Linked DNA regions of Sus scrofa: all the other regions are linked to region 3. A link is a contact called in public Hi-C and promoter capture Hi-C data. All regions are on one chromosome and are shown on one strand. Each heading gives the region's core, a stretch centred on a gene start, on an enhancer-like site or on the middle of the called end of the contact. The rest is flanking DNA. Distances are from core to core; before and after follow the strand shown. Region 1 holds the start of CNPY3 (canopy FGF signaling regulator 3). Region 2 holds the start of OARD1 (O-acetyl-ADP-ribose deacetylase 1). Region 3 holds the start of MRPS10 (28S ribosomal protein S10, mitochondrial).

Evidence for each region. Promoter capture Hi-C pulls out the DNA fragments that hold promoters and counts their contacts. Hi-C and Micro-C count contacts between places; a contact is called where the count stands out from the background.
Region 1: a Hi-C map of skeletal muscle shows a contact between it and region 3, with 5 times the contacts expected there. The contact joins the promoter of CNPY3 here to the promoter of MRPS10 in region 3. A contact is called at or near these places in 2 of 47 Hi-C or Micro-C datasets (liver and skeletal muscle).
Region 2: a promoter capture Hi-C map of liver shows a contact between it and region 3, with 3 times the contacts expected there. The contact joins the promoter of OARD1 here to the promoter of MRPS10 in region 3. A contact is called at or near these places in 1 of 5 promoter capture datasets (liver) and 1 of 2 datasets of contacts at active chromatin or transcription factors (alveolar macrophages).

What each region holds. Positions count from the first base shown.
Region 1 is chr7:38,012,803-38,016,452 of Sscrofa11.1, reverse strand. It overlaps CNPY3 (canopy FGF signaling regulator 3), which reads right to left and starts at 1,659. Exons shown (of 6, transcript NM_001110428.1): 1 at 1,358-1,659. The coding sequence starts at 1,532.
Region 2 is chr7:36,384,995-36,388,376 of Sscrofa11.1, reverse strand. OARD1 (O-acetyl-ADP-ribose deacetylase 1) reads left to right here and starts at 1,969. Exons shown (of 6, transcript XM_005665959.3): 1 at 1,969-2,105; 2 at 2,927-3,004; 3 at 3,367-3,382. The coding sequence starts at 2,966. NFYA (nuclear transcription factor Y subunit alpha) reads right to left here and starts at 1,662. Exons shown (of 10, transcript NM_001243295.1): 1 at 1,548-1,662.
Region 3 is chr7:37,327,409-37,330,783 of Sscrofa11.1, reverse strand. It overlaps MRPS10 (28S ribosomal protein S10, mitochondrial), which reads left to right and starts at 1,538. Exons shown (of 7, transcript XM_005665997.3): 1 at 1,538-1,671. The coding sequence starts at 1,624.

The sequences.
Region 1 (3,650 bases), core at 410-2,909, 690 kb before region 3:
CCTGGCAACTTCCATATGCCGCAGGTGCAGCCCTAAAAATGACAAAAAAAAAAAAAAAAAAGATCTTTGCCAACTCTATGCTTCTATGAGTCTCCTAAGGAAAAGAAATGTGAGCTTCCTCTGCTATGTATGAAAATGAGAAGCAGTAAGAGCTCTGTGCTATCAGTATAAGATAGAAAATAAGAAGGGGAAGTGAAATCCCCAAAGACACTGGTTATAGCTACAGGAAGAGTGAAAGGAAGGCACCATAACCCTCTGACTGTCTATTTAAGGGAGTGAGGGAGAAAGTACAGGCTAGAACCCACACTGGGAAGACTACCAGTGAGCTCAGCTCATCTCTGAAGCATCTCACCTTTCATCTCTCCAATGAAAGCATTATGCCTTTCAAACCACCCCCATTCGAGTGCTTAGGGAACATCTGGCTGGCTGCAGGCTTTGAATTAAGATGCAAAACATTTACAGCCGACGTTCAGGGGTGCGGGGGCTGGAGTTGGTGGAGGGAGATGGAAGGAGTATCTGTAAAGGTCTGAGGAGTAAACTGAGAAATGGAGGGGTGGGGGGAAGGTAGACCCTTCACAGTCCTGGATTGTGTGCTGACGCTCTTTGCTGTCTCTCTCAAGTGCCACACCTTCACCCCTCTGTCTTTGGGAGTCATACTTTTTCCATATTCCTAAAATCTTCCTCCCTAAGTTCCCCCAGGCTTCAGACCCTCCTCCTTCCTGCACCTACACCCACAGTACCCCCACCCCTGTTTATTCATACTTATTCCAAATACATTTATTGGATGCCTACCAGGCACTGTGTGAACAGGTATCTGAGAGAGGTCCCTGCCCCGGCAGGAGCTGACAGCAAGTCGGGGAGACGGCCAATGACACAAAGCTTGCGATGAGGGCACAGAGGGGGCGTCTCAAGCTCTTTCCTCCCCAAGACTAGTCATACGGATCTTTTCAGTTCCTCAAACTTGTCCTTTGCTTGCAAGACCCTGCATCTGTGGTTTCCTGAGTGGGACCCTCTCTTCACTTCTCACCCGGCTAACTCCTAATCATTCGGGGCTTCCTGACGAAGCCTTTCCCCCCATTTCTAGTCTAGATTAGCTGCTCCTCACCCAGCCGCCAAAGTCCTGTGCCTCCTCCATCAGGGCATTTACTAACCCGATTATAACTGCTTGTTTTCACCGATTTCTGAGCTCCAGGTGCACCAAGATCTGATCTCTCGCCCGCCTCTCTGTCCCCAGAGCTCAGCACAGTGCCAGACACACATCAGGTTCTTGCACTGGAGACTCGCTCCAGAGCCCAGGACCTTCTCCGCAAGCCCCGCCCCCCCAGCTGGATACTCCCCGCGGGCCCCGCCCCCTCACCTTCGCATTTGCTTGGCAGTCGAACCCAGTCTGTCTCCTCTGCTCGGGCCTCCCTCGGGCCCAGCTCCGGGGCGGGCAGTAGCAGCAGCAGCAACAGTAGCAGGGGAAGAAGCAGAAGACAGCGGGGCCGAGGCCGGAGCCGAGGCCGGGACGTGGGCTCAGGTAATGGTTCCATGGCCCAGCCGGACCCGACCTGAGCGGACCGGGCTGCACCTCCTCCCGCTGCGCGCGCTGGGCAGCTTCCCGGAGCCGCTTCCGGGACTGCACACGTGCCTCGGCGTAACCAGGAAAACGGCGAGCACCCCCCTCCCCGCCCCCCCAGGCAGCTCCCTCCTCTGGCCGTCTCGGCCGGCCCCCAGAGCCGACCGGGGCCTGCGGTCTACGCAGCCAATGGACTTTTTGGGGTTTGTCTTCTAGCGAATGGGAGGACGATCTTTTTTCGACCTCCGCCAATGAAATAGCGGATAGTGTCCTCAGTGACCTATGGCAACATCTTTTCCCACCCCTTAACAGAGGCTCTGGGAGGGACAGGAGGACTAGGGCTGCGGGAGAGGGAAGAAGGCTCTGGTCCTGGAAGGTGTCTTCACTGCCTTCTCCGCCTCCTTGCGCGTCACTCCCCGCCCCACCACGGTTATAATGCAGCCAGCCCTTACTGAGCACCTGCTTTTTAATTTTGCTGTGGTAGTGGTAGTGGTGATGGTAATTGCCAGTCACTCTAGTAGATGCTGTGGATGAGACCAGGACGATTCAGTCCCCAGTCTTCAAGCAGCTTTCTTAGTGCCCAGTAACTCTAGATTTGTCCCAGGGAGAACTAGAACAAGTCACTCAGAGCCTCAGCTTTTGTCTGTGTTATGACACAGTGATCCTCCTAGCTGCTGTTCGAGCTTTGTTCTCTGGGAAGCTTGAACAGGTTAATAGAATTAAAGCTTATGGAGCAGATTGTAAAAAGTTTATGCATTGATTTTCTTTTTAGTGTATAACCTCTCCTGATTTTCTGCCCTATTATTTATTTCTTTGGATTCTGAGCTCCCAGAAGGACTAATGAACAGTTGTATTTCCCTTCCACCTCCCCTGCACCAGGACGCCTGGTACCGCAATTGCTCAATGAAACCCCCTTCTCCTGTGCCATCAAGAGCAGGACTCTGGGTCTTTGGGGCTGCTTCTGGCTGCCCCTGCTCAGTGTTCTATAACAGCCCAAATCTGCTTCTCTTGCAGGTTGTCTGCAAATTCCATTTTTGTCCATAAGCCCCTGTTCCCCAGCACTTCAAGTTTCCTTCCTGGAGGTTGGATATTTATGCTATTTTATAAAGACTTGAAAGGACTGGTACTCAGCCCATTGACTTGTTGTTTCCTGATTTTAGCTTCTTGCTCAAAACAGTTGTGTGGGTGATAAGGCCCTCTGGATAGGTAGGAGCTGTGATGTGTAGAATTCCACAATAGATCAGGACGCAGAGGATCAGGACACCCTCCTGAGGTCCTCCATCCTCTCTAGGCTTCCTAAGACTTAGGAAGGCTCAGAGTCTGGCCAGGAACCCTCCTGGGAAATAATGTTAAGCCATCCATAGTGGGCATTCCTGCTGAGTCTGGGGCAGGCCAGGATTAGGGGAATGGGGGCAACTTGGGGAGGAGCCCTGAAGGTAAGGGACACCTGCTTCCAGAATAAACAAACAGGACTCTGAGAAGATATTAATTGAGGCACAAATTAGTTTGGCAGGAGCCCTGGGCTCAGCATCTGGGCTAAGAGCCGGGAAGGCACAGTGGTTGGAGAAAGTCTGGGGTTTGGGTGGACATGCCCCTTCCCCACAGCCTAGCCCTTCCTCTGTCTGTGTTAGGGAAGGAGCAGGCCCTGTGGGGATGGTGGACAGATTCATCCCAAGAAGAAGTGCCCTCTCTCTCCTTGAAGAACCCAAAAAAAGGGCCGGAGAATCTCCTTACAAGCTGATGAGAGATCAGCAGTGGAAGATAACGGGAGGGTTTTCATGGACCAGCAGCTACGAGGGCACTGAGGCTCGGGGAAGCTGGGAGTGTCAGTGATATCATGTGTGTGTGCATTGGGGGGGGCATTAGGACATCGTTCCCAACTGCCGCCATGAGGAGAGGAAGACTAAAGTAGGGCCGTTAATTCAAAAACTGTCCTATGCTGCCCAGGGGGCATCTGGATTCACATGAAAGCTCCCAGAGATTCTTGGGGGTGATTACTGGAGAAGAAGCCCTGGGAAAGGCTGGATTTCCTGCAAGAGCTGGGTGAGCAGGGAACACACTGGTTACACTCTATTGTGGGAGCCTCATTTTT
Region 2 (3,382 bases), core at 720-3,219, 940 kb after region 3:
CCAAATGGGCTTTCCAGCATAAACTCTTCCCCCTCCAACATACAGCAAAGTTTGGAGCGTTGGCACGTGCTTCTTTATGAGCAATGCTCTTCCATTTCTTATCGTCCGAAGAAATCCCATCATCCTTGCCAGTCCAAAGAGTGGCAATGCAGAGCCCTCCGAGGCTGTTGGTAGCTCAACACGTCAGTTGACCACGGAACTGAACTTGGTCCGGTTACAGCACAAAACCGTAAAGTATTAATTACTTGGTCACCTGTCAATCTCCACCAGGCTGGGGAGGTTCCTATCGACCTCCTTACCCACTCTCCTCTCAGCACATACATGGATGCTTGGTACACACCAACTGCTCCATGCTCGGCTGTCAACAGAGATTTTCTCTCACCCTAACGAAAATCCCACAAGACCATTAAGTTTCTATTAACACCAACTGAGAAAACGTCAACATACTAGCAAAAAATCAAACCAAGGGATGGTTGTGGACTGAGCTAATGAGTGAAGCCTGATACATTCAAAGCGACACAGAGAGGTGAAAGAAAAAGGACTGTACTACGTTCCTAAGGGAGCGAGAGTTCACAAGACCAAGCAACAAGAAAAAATGCCAGTGATATAAAAACAAGTTGTGCAGCTTCCGGGAAAAAGAATGCACAGGGCTCGCAATCTTCGAAGACTGAAGTTCCAGGCGCCGAATGGACAGGCCTTACAGCCCGGGCAAGAAAGGCAGACTGCTTGGTTGGGCTCCAAGACGGAGGTGTGCGGTTCTGCCCCGGAGATCCGGGCGGGGAGGAGAGGAAATGACGAGCCTAAAGTGGGTGGTAACGGCGCCTGGCTGGAGACCCGGGCCGAGCTGGGAGGAGGGGCGCAGCCAGACCGGGGAGTGGGCGCACTAACGGATCAAAGGGACGGCGGGGGCGGGCCGGCCCCCCCCTCTCCGCGCCGCACGCAAGGCCCCGTGGCCGGGGCGCGCGTCCTCCCTGGGTCTCCCTCCCGACTCAAGAGGACTGAGATACCCAGACCCGCTTACGGAGAAGTGGGGTGCGCGGGCCCCGCGGGGAGTGATTTCCCTTCCAGGGCTAGAGCGTGGTGAGTGCTAGGGCAGGCTAAAGAGTGAGGCCGAACGACCAGGAGAAAACCGCCGAGGCCCGGGCGCGCGTGTGTGTGTCTGTGTGTATACCTGAGCGTGGGGGCCTTCGTGGCAGTCAAACCCGCCACCCCCGGGCCTGGAGCTTGAGAACCTAGGCCTAAGGGTAGAAACAACCGGGACGCATGGCCAACTGGCCCTGACACCCTGCAAAGGGCTGGACCCCAAGGTGCCTGCTCCCGAGAGCGCCATCCCTGCGCGGGGCAGCCCTCTGCAGGCCTCGGCAGGGAGTACCCCGGAGCGCTTGCAGGCTCCAAGCCGAGGCCGCCAGCAGCCCCGCTCGGTTAGGCTCAGCTCGACTCCCCGGGCTCGACGGGAGCCTGGGCCTCTCCTGAGTGGTCAGCGAGACCCGCCAATCGGGGCGCTGGGGCCGGCTCTGGGCCGCTGGATATTGGCTCCTCACACTCACCGTGCCTCGCTCCCCCGGTTCGCTGCCCGCGCTGATTGGCTCCAGTACCGGACCCCGAAACCCAATCAGAGGCTCCAGCCGCCGCTGCCGCCGCCACTGCCGCTGCCTCGCAAAATGGCGAAGCCGAACAAAGGGGAATCGGGCCTCCCTCCAACTGCCTCCGCGCAGGCGCCTCTGAGACCACGCCCCCTAACCCGAGCTCTGGGCTCGCCCCATCCCCGTTGAGAGAGCACTGCGCAGGCGTACGATGAAGCCACGCCCACTTCCCTAATTAGATTCCTCCCCCGGCCGAAGGAATACGCAGGCGCTCTCTTGACGCGCCGGACCCTTCAACTCAAAACACCGCCCTGAGCACAGGACCACGCAGGCGCTAACCAATTCCTTTGCCAACTGCCCACCCCTTCTATGCGGCCTCTGGAGACACACCCCTGGGACTAATGCGCAAGCGCCGCTCTATCCAACTCGCGGCCGCTATCTCGTTACGCATGCCCGGGCGGCGGCGGGATACTCTACGGAGTTTACCGCCGGAAGTTCGGCGACCAGCACCAAAGAGTGCAGGTCCGGCTAGCTAGCTAGAAGGGCTCGTTTCCGCCCCACTCCCGGGTGGTGGGCGGCCATTTTAGGTGCGTGCAATTAAGGACTGTGGTGGGATTGGCTCTACAAGCGGACTAGTCCGCTGGTCCCCACCTACCAGAGCCCTTCCCCGCGGGGCGGGACCTCCTAACGGCGGACTCCTTTCCAGGTGAAGGGTACCTGGTACGTTGGAGCTTTGAACGAGGCTCCCCGCTCCCTCCCACGGGACCCCGGACAGGCCATTTGGCCTCGCTGATCCGCCCCAGGGTAGGAGAGAGAATGGGAGGCTTCTCTAAACTTCCCCCGTTTCCCCCCAAAGATAGGGGGGAGCTTTCCTTGAGAGGCCGCCTTCTGTTTTCTCGTGCTCGCTCCCGCTGTATACACGCCCGCCCCCGCCCCCGTCCCGTTTGCTCCCTTGTTGCGGCTTAACGGGACCGTAGCCTTGGCCCACCTTTTTGCTTCTGGGCCACACCCAATGCGGAAATACTTTTGGATCGTGCACCGAAAAGGAGACTGCGAATCCGCCTTGCTCCGCGCTGGCTTGGGGAGAGGAGGAGGCGTGTCTTCGGGCCGCCTTTCTCTCCTGGAAAGCGCGAAACGGGAGCGGAGCCCTGCCGCCCCCCAACCCAGGCGTCCGCTTCTCTTTCTTGCCCAGAAGAGTTTTGCATTACTTTTTGAAGGCTGAACGAACTCCCATTCAGCGATAGGTGGGGGGCAGAAAAGTTAGTAAGTGGGTGGTCGGGGCAGTCTGAATGTAATATATTCAGGTTGCCTAAGCATTTTCACTTCCTTTCCCCTTCTTATAGCTGAAGAAACACTTAAATTCTGGAAATAGCGACTCTATCATGGCCGGCAGCCCTAATGAAGATTCAGAAGGAAGCAGAGTGCGTAACAACTATTAACTTATTGGTGAACTGAAATTCAGAGTAATTGAGGTCAAAAGCATAAACACTTTTTAATTAAACCAATAATTGAATTGTCTTTTTTTCTCTCTTCTGTTGATTTCCTTTAGAAAGGCCAATAAAATCCTAGGCAGAGGCCGCTCATCACTTTGTTTTACACATGCTTTAATTCGCTTTAGATAATTTTTTCAATTCTGAGGATTTGTCACTAAATCAAAAGGAGGAAGCGGGGAGAAGTGGTGGTGGGCACAGTAAAGGAAAATAAATAGCTTAGTCTTTTTCTGTAGCTTCGTCTTTTTTTTTGGTATCTAATAAAACATTTTCTTTCCCTTTGCACATTTTAGATTACTTATGTGAAAG
Region 3 (3,375 bases), core at 289-2,788:
AAGAGACCATGTTTGGCCTTAGGGATGGAGAGGACATCCAGTCCCTAAAGCTGCTCCGAGCCCACTTTTCCAGTTACAGGAGCAGTTCAGGCCACATACATGTTAAAAAAAATAAATAAATAAAATAACTCCTTTTCTTGCAGGAAGTGGGGACGTGGGGAATCTCTAGTCCTCACATCCAAAAGAGACTTAAGAGACTGGAGCTTACTGAGGTCAGCTGGAGGGGTGCAAAGGGCACTGAACTAGGATTTTTTTCTTTCTTTTTAGGGCCGAACTCAGCATATGAAGGTTCCCAGGCTAGAGGTCTAATCGAAGCTACAGCTGCTGGCCTGCACCACAGCCACAGCAACGTGGGATCCGAGCTGTGTCTTCGACCTACACCACAACTTATGGCAACGCTGGATCCTTAACCCACTGAGCGAGGCCGGGGATCGAACCTGCATCTTCATGGATGCTCAATTCGTTTCTGCTGAGCCACAATGGTAACTCCGGAACTAGGATTTTTGATGATGGTCATTGGTTCAGCTGTAACTAACTCATCATAATGACTTTGAGTCATTTCACTCTGGGCTTCGGTTTTTTCACCTTTTAAATTAGGATAAAATGTATGTATTCTTGTGAGGATCAGATTAGATAACACACGTAAGATTGTTCTCAAGCTGTAATGTCACCATCATTGACAGCTGCAGAACTGTCACCCAGCTGAAGCTACTCAAGGCAGAGACGGGCTGAAGAGCCCTGGAAGAAGCCGCAATAGAGTTGCAGAGCTATGGGAAAACTCCTCTGGCTAAGAGAGACCAGCCAATTGTGAATGTCACAATTGAAAGACGTAATCCGGTTCCGGAAGGGCCCCTGGATAACCTGCCAAGACTATGGCTATTACAGACATCATCACTTAAGTACAACCTCAGGTCGTTCCTCCAGGGCAAAATGAGCTAAGAGACCAGGAGCTTTGGACCACCTGGCCAGGGAATCGTTAAACCAGTGACATCATGACTCTTGACTCTACAATTCAGAAATGTCACAAGACAATGACTAATCCCAGCTGTTTTGCTCTTCCTCTTAAAACAAAACAAAACAAAACCCACCTAACTCAAAGACCAAGTTGGAGTACATCTAAGGCTTGTCTCCCACTCCCTTGCTTGGCGCCCTGCAATAAATCCTTACTTTGGAGCGAACTCCCGCTGTCACTTTGGCTTTCTGCGGGCCACGGGTACACAAGCGCTTCGCTGCGTCATAACGGGAAAATAAATCAACCATTAATCCACTAACTCAGAGATAACATTGTCAATATATCAGCTGACATGACATCAATATATACTTTTTTTCCAAGCATGTATTTGTTATGTTTGCCTCCAACAAAACAGGAACCGTAATTTGAAGAGGGAAACGCTGGCGGAATTCAGTATCCCTCCAGGTACCAGCTGAAGCTTTACCGGCCCGGCTGCGACCGGAAGGAAGCTGGCTGTATTCACAGTCCCACCCTCAGAGAGCGTAGGATCACGTCTCTATGGTTGTTCCTGAGCCGGAACACAGGGATACACTCTTTCCTTTTGCGGAACTCTATGGTCAGAGGATGGCTCTGTGACCCCGGAAGCGATCCCGGGAAGCTGGGGCGGCAAGATGGCGGCGCGAACGGCGTTTGGGGCGCTGGCCCGGCGTCTCTGGCAGGTACCGGGCGCGCTGAGGGTATTAGGCGGACTTACGGATACAGTTGCCTCTATGTCTGGCCGTCGCGTGTCGTTCTGCCAATCTGGAGCCCTCCGCGATATTTATTCCTTATCTCAGCCCGTTGTTTGCAGGGAAGGAGCGAGAAAAGGGCTGATGTTTTGTCGAGTTTCTTTTCATAGGATAAAACGTAATGAGTCAGGGCAACAGGAAGAATCAGAGTGTCAAAGCTGTAAAGAATATAGGACAGCGAAAGTTCCAGACCCGGCCTTTCACATTTGCGAAATAAACCGAGGCTCAGAACAGGCAGGAAGTTTCATCTCTCTGAAATGAGGTGGCATGAGACCTTTGACGCTTCCCGCGGAACCAGACTGAGATACCTTGCTGATAGCCGGGTTTCTGAGACTTAGATGAGAGTCGCTGAAGTCAGAGGAGTTGGTTGGATAACCTCTGCTCGGTTCTTTGGAGAAAGAAACAAAACCTTTAGCATCAGTTCTCAAGTTAGCCTTAGCACCCCTTTACACTCTAAAAATGGTTGAGGACTCCAGAGAGCTTTTATTTTTGTGGGTTTTAGCTGTGAATGTTTAGCTTACTGGAAATTACAACCAAGAATCTTTAAAATGCGTTTTCCTTTAAAAATAGCGCTGGGAGTTCCCATTGTGGCGCAGCAGTATGGAACCCTACTAGCATCCATGAGGACGCGGGTTGGATTCCTGGCTTCGCTCAGTGGGTTAAGGATCCAGCGTTACCATGAGCTGCAGTGTAGGTCGCAGACGGGGCTCGGATCCCGCTTTGCTGTGGCTGTGGTGTAGGCCCTCAGCTGCAGCTCCCATTCAATCCCTAGCCTGGGAATTTCCGTATGCTGCACCTGCAGCCCTAAAAAGAAAAGTAAAAAATTAAAATAACACTAATAAACTCATTACATGTTAACGTAATTAATCTTTGTATGGGGTACAACTAGATTTTCCGAAACAAATTTAGTGAGAAGAGATGTTTTTGCACATCTCTGATTTTGGCTTAATAGAAGACAGCTGGGGTTTCACAGCAGCTTCTGCAGTCTGTTGCTATACCACAGTGTCTGGAAAACTTCACTGCACACTGGTGACAGAATGGCAAAGTTGCAAATAACGTCTTACTATTATTATGGAAGTAAGTTTAATCTCTCCAGCCCACAGTGAAAATGTCCTCGGACCAGAATTTAAGAACCAGTGTTTTTAAGAAAAGGCAGGTGGTGTTAGAGATTGAAATTTTGAGCTATTTTTAAGACACAGTTACCAGACTACAGCTTACGCCTTCAAAAAAAAAAAAAAAGGAGGGAGTCCCTGTTGTGGCTTAGCTGTAACAAACCCGATTAGTATCCATGAGGACGTGGGTTTGATCCCTGACCCTGCACAGTAGGTTAAGGCTTCAGTGTTGCCGTGAGCTGTGGTGTAGATCCTGACACAGCTCGGATCTGGCGTTGCTGTGGCTGTGAGGTAGGCTGGCAGTTACAGCTCCCATTCGACCCCCAGCCTGGAAAATTCCATATGCCTTAGGTTCGGCCCTAGAAAGACAAAAAAGAAAGAAAACTTAAGAACTTCCTAAGATTCATTTGTAGGTTGAACAGCACATTAGGCTTCAACTTTTTAAAGCAGGGGTTTATACCCGGAGAAGATGCCTGGGAAGTGTTGTATTCCTTAGACCTGAGGTCCTTCTGCAGAACCGGAT